Linked DNA regions of Hordeum vulgare: region 1 is linked to region 2. The links are chromatin contacts, called in public Hi-C maps. All regions are on one chromosome and are shown on one strand. The core of a region is the stretch at or near the end of the contact, and the rest is flanking DNA. Distances in the headings are between cores, read along the strand shown. Region 1 has its middle 36 kb from the start of LOC123413334. Region 2 holds the start of LOC123409935 (putative 1-phosphatidylinositol-3-phosphate 5-kinase FAB1C).

Evidence for each region. A called contact is a pair of places that touch in the nucleus more often than the background predicts.
Region 1: a contact with region 2 is called in a Hi-C map of leaf, with 5 times the contacts expected there. The contact joins the enhancer-like site here to the promoter of LOC123409935 in region 2. A contact is called at or near these places in 4 of 6 Hi-C or Micro-C datasets (leaf and seedling).

The regions. Positions count from the first base shown.
Region 1 is chr7H:113,064,273-113,070,166 of MorexV3_pseudomolecules_assembly, reverse strand. No RefSeq gene overlaps it. Among protein-coding and RNA genes, the nearest start is that of LOC123413334, 36 kb to the left of the region's middle. Within about 2 kb of position 2,171, at least 2 of the 3 cell types and tissues checked have open chromatin away from gene starts, as enhancers often do. A contact at or near this core is called in leaf, where this site is marked.
Region 2 is chr7H:112,705,163-112,710,826 of MorexV3_pseudomolecules_assembly, reverse strand. LOC123409935 (putative 1-phosphatidylinositol-3-phosphate 5-kinase FAB1C) reads left to right here and starts at 2,273. Exons shown (of 11, transcript XM_045102804.1): 1 at 2,273-2,848; 2 at 2,925-3,686; 3 at 3,782-3,935; 4 at 4,027-4,362; 5 at 4,609-5,367; 6 at 5,460-5,664. The coding sequence starts at 2,592. It also overlaps the pseudogene LOC123409936.

The DNA.
Region 1 (5,894 bases), core at 922-3,421, 360 kb before region 2:
TAACTTGTCTTTCCAACTAGTACCAACTTGTACTTCCAAACGGGTGCTCCCAACTAGCACTAACATGTGTGCTTATGATCGTCTCCAACATATTATAAAATATTTATGCTATATTTACATCAATTAATTATGTTTTATGCACTTTATATTATTTGTATAGACTAATTTATTAATTTAGTGACCAATGCTAGTTCATGTTCTTTGCTTGTTTTTGGTTTCACAGAAAATTCATATCTAGGAAGGTTCAAATACGATGCAATTTTTGACGATATTTTCTGAAAAAACGCAGGACCTGGAAGCTTGTGGAGAAGTCGAGGGGACCCATGAGGCATCCACATGGACACGTGGTGCGACCAATGGTATGGGAGCGCCAACTTCTCATGTGAGGCCCCTAAGACTTCATTTGACCTAATTACAATGCCACAAATCCCTATAGATATTGAAACCCTTCGTCGTACCCTTACAACATTTCTTTTGCCACCACAAGTTTATATTTGGCATTGGTCCCATCTAGGACCATTTCTGGCACTCTGTCGGATGAGGAAGCCATTGGAGGAGGCCTCTTCATCCACCTTTTTGTTCTCATGGTGATGTGTGAGTAGTGGATCCTTGAAGCTGAGAGTATGTACTCGTAGCTAGGTGTTCAAAATATCTCTATATCATGTTCTTGAGGGATTCGATCTTGATTGCATCCTGAACTTTATCAAGAAAGTTGGACATTATGATGTTCATCTCCCTCTATCCTTTCCGTAGTGAATTGAGCCTTGCTCTTTGAAATTTATTTATGTTGGATTGAATACCTTAGATTTGACATCACTTGATGCATGTCTAGTACTTAACTTGCGGATACCTGTGGTGACATTGTGGTTCTCTAAGCATAAATGTTGAAACATATGGTGTTGTTGTAGTACGATGTCTACGATTATTGGTGACACTTAATTTAGGGGTGGTTCAATAGATTGATTGGAAACACAACTTTGATGTGGTTTGCTACCTATGCGATTTCATCCTACTTTCTCCGATAGAATAGAAAATTTGAAGTGATTCTTCGTTGCACTTTGAGGGATTATCATGATGTTCAATTATGTTAATTATGTTGAGTTGGCACTAGTGAAATTATGAACCTTAACCTTGTTTCCAAGCATTGCAATACCGTTTTTTCTCACTCTTATTACTTGCTACCTTGCTATTTTTTATTTATTCATATTATAAAAATGTATTTCTACCATCCGTATTACACATAGATCACCCTCTCTTCGCCGAACTAGTTCACATATACAATTGACAACGGTATTGGGTGTGTTGGGGCTACAAAGTGATTTCTTCTATTTGATTGTAGGGTTATTTGAGAGAGAACCACCTTCATCCTCACATCTCGTGGATTGATAAATCTTAGGTCATCCACTTAAGAGAAATTTATTGTTGTCCTACAAAACTCTGTGTTTGGAGGCCCATCAAAATTCATAAGAATATAGAATTGTGCAGTAGCCATGAGATCCCAATATGTACTTCGAACCAACATGAATATGTGCTCCAAACATGAACAAACATGTGCTCCACATTACACAACACACGGAAGCACACTCGGGCTGCATGTGGGACCATATGTATGCTTTGCACATGAGCACACATTGCACTGCATAGTATACCTAATCACACCATGAAACAACACAAGTGCATGACACACACAACACACTTGATGAAACCAGAACCAGAGCCTCCCTTGATTCATAGGACAGAAATATTATAGGAATAAGGAAATCATAGGAAGTGAGATGACGTATATCTTAATTCATATAAAAAAAGACATGTCATTTGATGCATAGGATATAAAAGTTTTCATTGAGTCTAGGTTAATATATTTTTTCTTTAAAATGTGAAGGATTGGCTTCTATCCTACATAGAAATAAAAATCCATTCCTACAAATCAAGGGTACCATAGAATTTTTTTTCTTTGGAAATCCTCTTGTACAAACAAAAGAAGTGCCTCAGCCCACAAGCATTACGAGGCGCCTCGTCATTCTAACCAATCTGAACCAATCCGATCTGATAGAATGCTACATGTACCACAATGGTTTTAATTGGTTGACGTGCGACGTCCAGCTTTACATGTAGGATCGACGTTGGACAGGGATAGCCGTCGAACGTTAGGCACGGGTCCACGGATTAATTTGACAACTTAACTGCATCATCAGTGCGAAGAGGACGCCGGCACCGGCCATACGCGCCGTACCTTTTGCCCCACATGCGCATTTGCTCCAACAGTGAAGCCGGGCAAGCGCCAAAGATATTTCTGATCGTGCACTCGAGTGGCGGTTGATGATGTTTACATCAGTAAACTAAAAGTGGCCGGTGCTTAATATCCGCATGGCCCATCATTTTGGCATGGAATTTCTCTCTTGTATCCCGGTGATCCGATGGAAGACGAAAGCGCAGCGCGTCAGCGGGGCGTTCTCGGGAGTCAGGATCACGTCGCCTCAGGCGTGCATGGGTCGCCTGTCATGGAGCCCACGGGCTACGGCGCCGCCGAAAGGCGATCCGGGATGGCGACCAACTAGACCACGCCCAGCTAGGATCGAGAGGTGAGCCGGCGCCCGGCGGTCACTGCCACGGCGTAGTTGTAGCTTGCTCGTGCTGTGAATCGAAAGCAAACCGTATGTAATGTACTGCTGGATTACGATGAAGGAGCACTATCAGATCATGGTATTCTTGTCGAGGATAGCAGGATCTTCTTCTCGTTTTTTCTCCCCTAACCCTAAAGCGGCTAGAACGAGCTCTCTCCGCCGTGCTTCATCGGCAAGTCCGTGGATTAGCCTCTCGTCTGCCTGCCAATCCGGCGGTCCGCGAAAGAGAGGGGAATTCCGGTGTCTTTACTACGTTTAGTAGTTTATTAGGTTATTGTTTTTAGTCCTCAGATGCAACGCTCAGACGGATGGCGGTGTTTTCTTATTCGAGTTTGTCTTTTAAGTTTTGATCCGTTTCGAATTCGTTAATCTGGACAAAGCCGACAAAACTCAGGCGTAGATTCATGTTGTCTCTTTGAGACGGTCAGGTTAAGGTTTTTCCTTATGTGACAAGATTTGGTGTTCCGTGCTTTAGATCTATTAGCAAAAAAGCCCGTGCGTTGCAACGGAAAATAAAATAACACACGCTTTGAACGTAATATATTTTCACATGGCATCACATTTGTGTTGTCGACGATGGTCTCAGTGCTCACACAACGAAAACGCGTTTGAATGTATAATCACTCGGAATAAGATGAGAAATATGTTGTTTCTCTCCACGAGATTTTCCAAAGGTATGCATGTGTGGTTAACGATGTTTTCTTTTCTCTCAATTTGGTTTTAATTTAATGGATATTTATAGCAATTCGTATGGTCGTCGGAAAGAGAGAAAAAAAAGACCGTACACTACAGATTAAGTTTGCACTAAAAATAATATTTAAGAAGTATTCGACAGCTAAAAAGAACATCCTATTTAGATTCTACACATTTTTTCAATCAAATTTCATATATAACATGTTAAAATCGGAGTTACGGTTTAAAAGATATGGATAATTTTGTTTTAGATAAAATATGGATTGATTAACTGAAAAGTCAGGGTTTTTTTGTTAAAACAAAAAAACGTTTCGGCTGACTTAAATAGGAACGACGGGTTGATTACTTGAAACATCAGGGAGTTTTCTCTAAAATGCAAAAAAAAAAACGGTTCGGCTCTGACTAAAAGATGGACCGCGGGTTGATTATCTAAAACTGTGAGGACTTTTCTGCAAAACGATAGAAAACGGTTCGTTCTGACTTAAAGTTGGACTGCGGGTTAATTAACTGAAACTGCGAGGGCTTTTTTGTAAAATGACCGGCAACGGACGACAGAAGCGTTGCGCGCTTTATTATTAGGGGAGATTCAAGGGTTTAACAACGCCAACTGGGCTTCAGGGCGTTGGTCCTTAGCGACACATACACGAAGACTTTTTGACTGTCATCGACAAGGTTAAACTGGCATCGGTAGGGGAATGACAACATCGGCATGTTCGTGGCTCGTTCGAGCGCAAAAATTATCGTTCGGTGGTCTCAGAACCTTGATGTAATTTTTATTATACTTGAGATGTTTTATACTGTAAGTTAACCTTTATAATAAATCTCACCCTTTAAAGAAAAGTTAACATTGTGTTTTAGTTTATTAAAAGGCTATCAATGAGTCCATCGTACATGCTTTTATTTTTGATTTTTGTTTTGCAAACTTTTATACCTGCTAATAAAGTACATAGTGTTTCTGTTTGTTCATCACCCAATTTTGTAAAAGAAAATCTATATTTTTTTTGAGAATTAACCCGTTGTACATACTTAAGTCAGAACCGAATCATTTTTTGCATTTTTCTATTAACCCCCTGACATTTCAGGTAATTGACCAATGGGTTATATTTAAGTTAAACAAATGTTTTTTTTAGATTATCCATATCTTTTAAATCGAAACTCTGATTTCAACATATTATATATGAAATTTGATTTGAAAATGTGTAAAATCCATATAAGATGTTATTTTGACCTGTTAACTATTCTTATTATATTATTTTGGAAGCAGACTTATAATCTATAGCGCATATTCTGTTTTCTTTCATATGGGGGGCGACCTGGATTGCAATAAACACCCACTAAAACCATATGGAGACAAAGAAAACATTGATAACCACACATGCACACCTTTGAAAACCTCCCACGAAAAAAAACCAGAAGATTTGAGAGAGAGAGATAGAGACCTTAGGATTAATCACATTCAAACTTATTTTGATTTGTGTGAACACTGAGACCACCGCCGGCTATACGTGGCCATGGGATACCCGATCCGACCTGACCCGTCCTAATGGTGCTCACGGGCCTGTGCCTAGGCCTAGGTTTTAAGCCCAAACGTCAGGCCGATCGAGCCCCCCATTTTCACGATTTAACAAAGCGGCTTGACCCGAGGCCTGACGGGCTTTTACACTGATGGGCCCGGCTTGAGCCTAAATTCTGGGCCCGACTCCTGGGCCATGTCGGGCTCGGGCCTAGGTTTTTTGCTTCAGACTTGGTTAGGCCCGATCCGAAGAATGGTCAGGTATACCACGATGAGGGTGGGAAGGACGATAAGCGGCAACACAAATGTGATGCCCCGTTAAAATAAAGGACGTGGATCTGTTATGGTCTTGAATCATGGTTATTGTGTTAATTTTTCTCCGTTGCAATAGACATGTTGTTTTGTTAGTTTTGAGTAAAAAGTCCAAATTAAGTTATGTCCCGTTGCAATGGACAGGAAATCGAGCGGACGAGCAAGGCTTGCTAAGAGCATCTCTAGCAAACCCTATAAACTTGTCAAACCCGTAAAAATAAGGTGTTTACAGTTTCTATTGGAAAAACGACGGGGAGCACTTCGACCCGTAAATTTTTTAAGGGACACGATAAATCCATGCGCGAAAATCTTATATGCGCAGTTTTGGAGGCAGTATACAATTCAACCCGTAACTAGTCAAACCTCATCGGAGCAAACGCGCTGTCGCGGAACTGGCCGAAATCTACCTGAAATTCACCAGAATCTGTCGCCGCATGTTGGAAGAAGCCACAACACGCCGGAATTTGTCGTCGTCGGTCCTAATTGCAGCCAGCTCGACCTCCACTGCCGAGACGAGGCCGTCCACGGACAGGATGGAGCAGGCCACCGGCGGCCTGAATCGGGGCTGGGCGGCACCGGAGAAGAGTGCGACAGGGTGGGGCAGCTCGCGCGGCAACGACGGGGAACGTACGCGCGGCGGCAGGCAGTGTCCAGCTCAATCGGGGACGGGCAATGCTGAGCTCAATCGGGGGCGGGCAGCGCAGGGCTCCTCCACTGCATGCATGGCCGGGAACTGACGGCGCCAGGACAAG
Region 2 (5,664 bases), core at 1,024-3,523:
CCAAGTCCAACTCGGTTTGGGGGGGGGAGTCCTCCCCCCCTTGGCTCGGCCGACCCCTTGGGAGTCCCTTGGACCCCAAGGCAAGGTCCCCCTCCCTCCTCCTATATATATGGGGCTTTTAGGGCAGATTTGAGACGACTTTCTCACGGCTGCCCGACCACATACCTCCATAGTTTTTCCTCTAGATCGCGTTTCTGCGGAGCTCGGGCGGAGCCCTGCTGAGACGAGATCATCACCAACCTCCGGAGAGCCGTCACGCTGCCGAAGAACTCTTCTACCTCTCCGTCTCTCTTGCTGGATCAAGAAGGCCGAGATCATCGTCGAGCTGTACGTGTGCTGAACGCGGAGGTGCCGTCTGTTCGGTACTAGATCGTGGGACTGATCGCGGGATTGTTCGCGGGGCGGATCGAGGGACGTGAGGACGTTCCACTACATCAACCGCGTTCTCTAACGCTTCTGCTGTACGATCTACAAGGGTACGTAGATCACTCATCCCCTCTCGTAGATGGACATCACCATGATAGGTCTTCGTGCGCGTAGGAAATTTTTTGTTTCCCATGCACGTTCCCCAACAACCACCGGCGGCGGCTGGGAGGGGTGGGAGGAGGGAGAAGGGTGGGTGGGGGCAGAGTGGTTGACTCGGGCCAAGGCGGGCCCGCGCGGCCCAGATCTGAGCGCCCCCAGCTCTGCCGCTCGCTGCAGCGGCCGGCAGCCGCCGTAGCAGCGCCTCCGCGCACACGCACCGCGCCATCTCGACCTCTCCTGCACGCGGACAGCTTTCCGACGCGCCACCACACGCTCCCACTGCTCCAGCGCGCGAGCACATTCCCACCGCTCCAGCGCGCGAGCACGCAAACAAGGGCCCCGTCGCCGCCGTCCACCGACGAGGGCTTCACCCACCAGCATCCTCCGGCGGCGACGAGGGGAGGGAGGGGGCTTGGGTGGCGGCTAGGGTTTCGCCGCCCGAGTCGCCCCTGGGAGCGACGCGGGGGCCGAGTCTTCCTAATCCAGCAGCTTCCGAGCATAAGAATTGGTTTTCATTTTATTTTACTGTCAATGAGGGTCTATTTGAGCTTGGGAGCAGCGTATTGCTTGACCCCCCTTTTCTCAAGAAATTCTTATACACTAATGTCTTTGAACTCGGTTTCTTGTCGCTCCTTGTAACAAAGATAAGCAAATTGAGTTGGCATTGAGATCTTCTTGGGAAAAAAGATTTCATGTGTCTCGCGCTTCTCCTTAAGAAAATATATCCAACTGAAAAAGAGAAATATGAACTACAATACCATGTTTATTACCGTTGATGCTTTGGCAAGCGATGAGATAAAAATGATCCATGTGAAGGAACTACAATGGGTATTATTTGTAATGATGCTCTTGAATCTTGATGGATGAGGCTTATAGTCACATCTTCTTACATTTAACAATAATTTCAAGGTTACAAAATGGACATTAATAATACTATTATAACTTGATGATGACTAAGGCTTAAGAACGCGGGCGTGATTGAAATTAGTGAGTCATCACAATTTTTTCTACGACTTGTGATACAATTTCATATTTTGTGTTCCATATATTTTCTTGAATTTTCATGTGGAATATACAGTATATGTTACTGAAATTGTAACATACTTTTACTATACTCGCCGTTTGTTCTTTGGGGACAACATGTCCTTATTTGACAAAATCACGAAATATGCGGTTAAATGACGCTCAAGGTTTATCAACACGAAAATGACATCGAAAGACCTTGAGCAATCAAAACAGAACACAACGCACATGTTGCAAAGTCTCAACAGGGAACAACTTTTGTCAAATGGAAGAAAATAACTTTTGAACATAGAGAAAAGGCAACTCAAACCCACAATCCGGATTTTGCTTCACCACAATAACATAGTACTGCCTAGCTCCATCACAATTTAATTTAATTCATAAAAGGAAAGAAACACAATATATTTTTTCTCTGATTTTTTTCCCATCAAGAGATACAAGTCCTGGGTTTTTTTCCTACTATAAAAAAGACAGAAGTCAAAAGAAAGGTAGTAAAAGGAAAGAAGATAAGCGAATTAAAAGGCAGGAAAAACAAAAAAACCAAAACCAACGGCACCCACCGAACTCTTTCTTTTTTTTCCCCACCTTTCTCCTACCGCGCTTACCTTTTTCTCTACTCTATATCTTCCTCCATTCCCCTCACACGCAAAAGCTTCCCTTCCATGGGCACCTTCCCCTCACCCCCCTCCGCCTCCCCCTACCCTGGACTCCGCTCGCCCGCCGCCGCCGCCGCCGCCGCCGCCGCCGCCTCCCTCCCGCAGCAGCTGCTTGACCGTGGAGCCTCGGGCGATGCTGCCGCCCTCTTGCCCGCCACATGCTCGAGGAAATGCCTCGGATGTGCAGATCCCAAGAAACGCTAGGACTAGGCGCTTTGCGGGGTCCCTTTTAGCTCCCCTCTAACGGTTTGTGGCTCCTGGTTTTGGCGTGCTTTGTTTTCCCGTGATTTGTGGTGTGTAATTTGGTACAGGGTCTACTGTGAAATCAAGAAGTTGCTAGGTTTGGGCCTCCTCGGCAGTTGTTTTTTCGTGGTTTTTGCTGCTTTTATGGGAGTTCCCGTCGCGCGGAAGTCCGATTCTTGGGTGACCGACCTTGCGATGACGGACTGCGGCGGCGGCGACCGCTCCGACCTCGGCGTCCGGCCTATTAACGGTGGCCGAGGTGCCCCCATGGAGCAGCGTGGTGACGGGTTGGACGGGGCTCCGATGTCCCCACCGGAGCGTGTCCCGACACCGTCTTCCTCGAGGTCTGCTGGGTGGCGGCGTTTCTCCTCACCTGGTCCTCTCCGATGCTCAACGCCAGGGTGGGTATTTGACTTCCTTGCATTCCCTGGAGGGCATAGCCTGATATGTTGACTGAATAAAATTTGTTGGATGTAGGAGTATTGGTTATGAAGACGGCGAGGACTCAGACCGAGGCCGGTATTTCTCCCCGGGCAGTGAGTTTTCTCAAGATACTTCTGATACGGATTCCGTGAGCACAAATATTAGTAGGCTGTACACATTCAGGTTGGGAAATTCGAGCCCGTTATATAGTCCTATGAAACGATCCGGACAAGTAGGCACAAGTCCTCCCTCCGGGATAAATGGTCATGCCAGCCAAAATTCTCCTCTATACTCTTTGAATTCTGGTCATGGCTACGATGATGGTGATTATTTGATGGATTCACCCAATTGCCATGATGAACATCATGACAATATTATACAGCCAATTGATTTTGAGAGTAATAATGGACTCATATGGCATCCTCCACCGCCTCAAGATGAGGGTGATGACTCCGAAAACAGTTTCTTTCAATACAATGACGATGATGATGACAGCGCTATTGGTGATGGGAAGACCTTTGAACATGTTAACCATGAGTGCGGTGGTAGTGATGATTTACCAGGGACCAAAGGAAAACAGAATATAGCTCATAAAGAGTTCTTAAGGAACGCTCTACATGGGCATTTCAGGGCTCTTGTGTCCCAATTGCTCCAAGGTCATGGAGTTGACCTCGTGGATGGATGGTCGGACATAGTATCCTTATTAGCATGGCAGGCAGCTACCTTTGTGCAGCCAGATACAAGCAAAGGTGGTAGCATGGATCCCACCAACTATGTCAAAGTTAAATGTGTAGCGTCAGGGACTCCCAATGATAGGTACGCCCTATAACGATTCAGCTGTGTTGAGTGATTATATGATATTTTTCATGCCATCTTCGGAGCTAAATGATTATTCATCTGTTTATTTGCAGTACTTTCATTAAAGGTGTTGTTTGTTCTAAGAATGTAAAGCATAAACGCATGGTGTCAAAGCATGAGAATCCTAGAATTCTTCTTTTGGGAGGAGCACTGGAACATCAAAAGGTTACAAACAAACTAGCATCAATAAACAGCATTCTTGAACAGGTAATGCCTCCATTCTTTGTCAGCTGAAGTGTATTTATCCTAATAGCTCTCAGTATGTCCGTAGTTGACATTAAAAGTGTGATATGTACAGGAAAAGGAATATCTTAAGAATGCTGTTGCAAAGATAGAGGCCCAACGACCTCATGTCTTGCTGGTTGAAAAGAGCGTGCCGATGTATGCTCAACAGCTTCTTGCAAAAGATATCTCTTTAGTACTGAATGTCAAGAGATCACTTCTAGAACGGATATCACGCTGCACAGGTGCTAAAATTGCTTCATCCATTGACAATGTCACTTCAGCAAGACTTGGACAGTGCCAAGCTTTCTGGATTGAAAGAGTTGCAGAATCTTTAGCTCCGAAGGATAACAGAAAATCTATCAAGACACTGATGTTCTTTGATGGCTGTCCAAGACGCCTGGGCTGCACGGTAATGCACATAGAACTGTTTGCTACCTTTAAAGATCTTGTTCCATTCCATAAAAAAATGAAGGGTCAATTCTCATCATATTGTTACTTTGGTCCTAATTTTATACACGTATTCTTCTATACTGTTTTTTGGCATAATTTTACTCTCTGCCGAGGATGGCAATCTTGAGCTCCGCTTTGTGTCTATCTATTGTGGCACTTTAATTGTGCAAGACATATCTAATACAACCAACGATTTTTTTCCTAGGTCCTCCTAAGGGGCACATCCTATGAAGAGTTAAGGAAGGTCAAACTTGCTCTACAGTTTGCTGTATTTGCAGCATATCAACTATCACTGGAGACTTCATATCTTGCAGATGAGGGTGCAACACTACCAAAGACCCCTTCAGATCTTCCAGCTCGTCCACTTGAGAAGCATATGAATGGTGGGGATATTTCCTCAAGTACTTCTCGGCAGAATTTGAATGATTTTCAAATCATTGGTGACAGAACTTCAGAAAAGGGCTGCATCGTGCCTCTAAATTTCCTTGATGGTTCTTCTAAAGTGTTAACTATCGACCAATCCCTTTTGAAACCTAACTTTGGTCAGGAAGAATACATTCCTGGAACTGATGACACGTTTTCTCACCCCCCAACATTGTTTATCGATAATAATTGTGAAGCACCTCTAGTCAGAAAAGGGACACCAACAGATTTGCAATGCCCTGATGACGTTCATCGAGATGAGAGGGTTGGTGGGATTTATAGAGTTGAAAGTGAGTTGGACAATGGTTGCCATCATACATCAGACGAAGAACATGTAGGAGTAACCGTACCTGATCATAACGAGAACCCCACCGAGTATTTCCCAACATCCGATAATGCACAGAGCATTTTGGTTTCCTTGTCCATTGCATGCCATCAGAAAAGAATTGTATGCAAGCAATCTCAGCTCTTCCGCATAAAGTTCTACGGTAATTTTGATAAGCCACTTGGGAGGTATTTTCGTGAAGATTTATTTTATCAGGTACTGTATTGTCATCCATTTTCCTGTTTGGTTGCAAGTAAATACCTAGTAGGCTACTACTACCTTATTAATGTGTTCCGTCGTTGTTGCAGACTTCGTGCTGTGAGTCTTGCAAAGAACCTGCAGAATCTCATGTTCAATGTTATACTCATCAACAAGGCAGTCTTTCAATAGGTGTTAGAAATCTTGAATCTGTAAAGCCGTTACCTGGACGGAATGATGGGAAGATATGGATGTGGCACAGGTGCCTCCGGTGCAAACAGAAAAATGGAAACCCTCCGGCAACACACAGAGTAG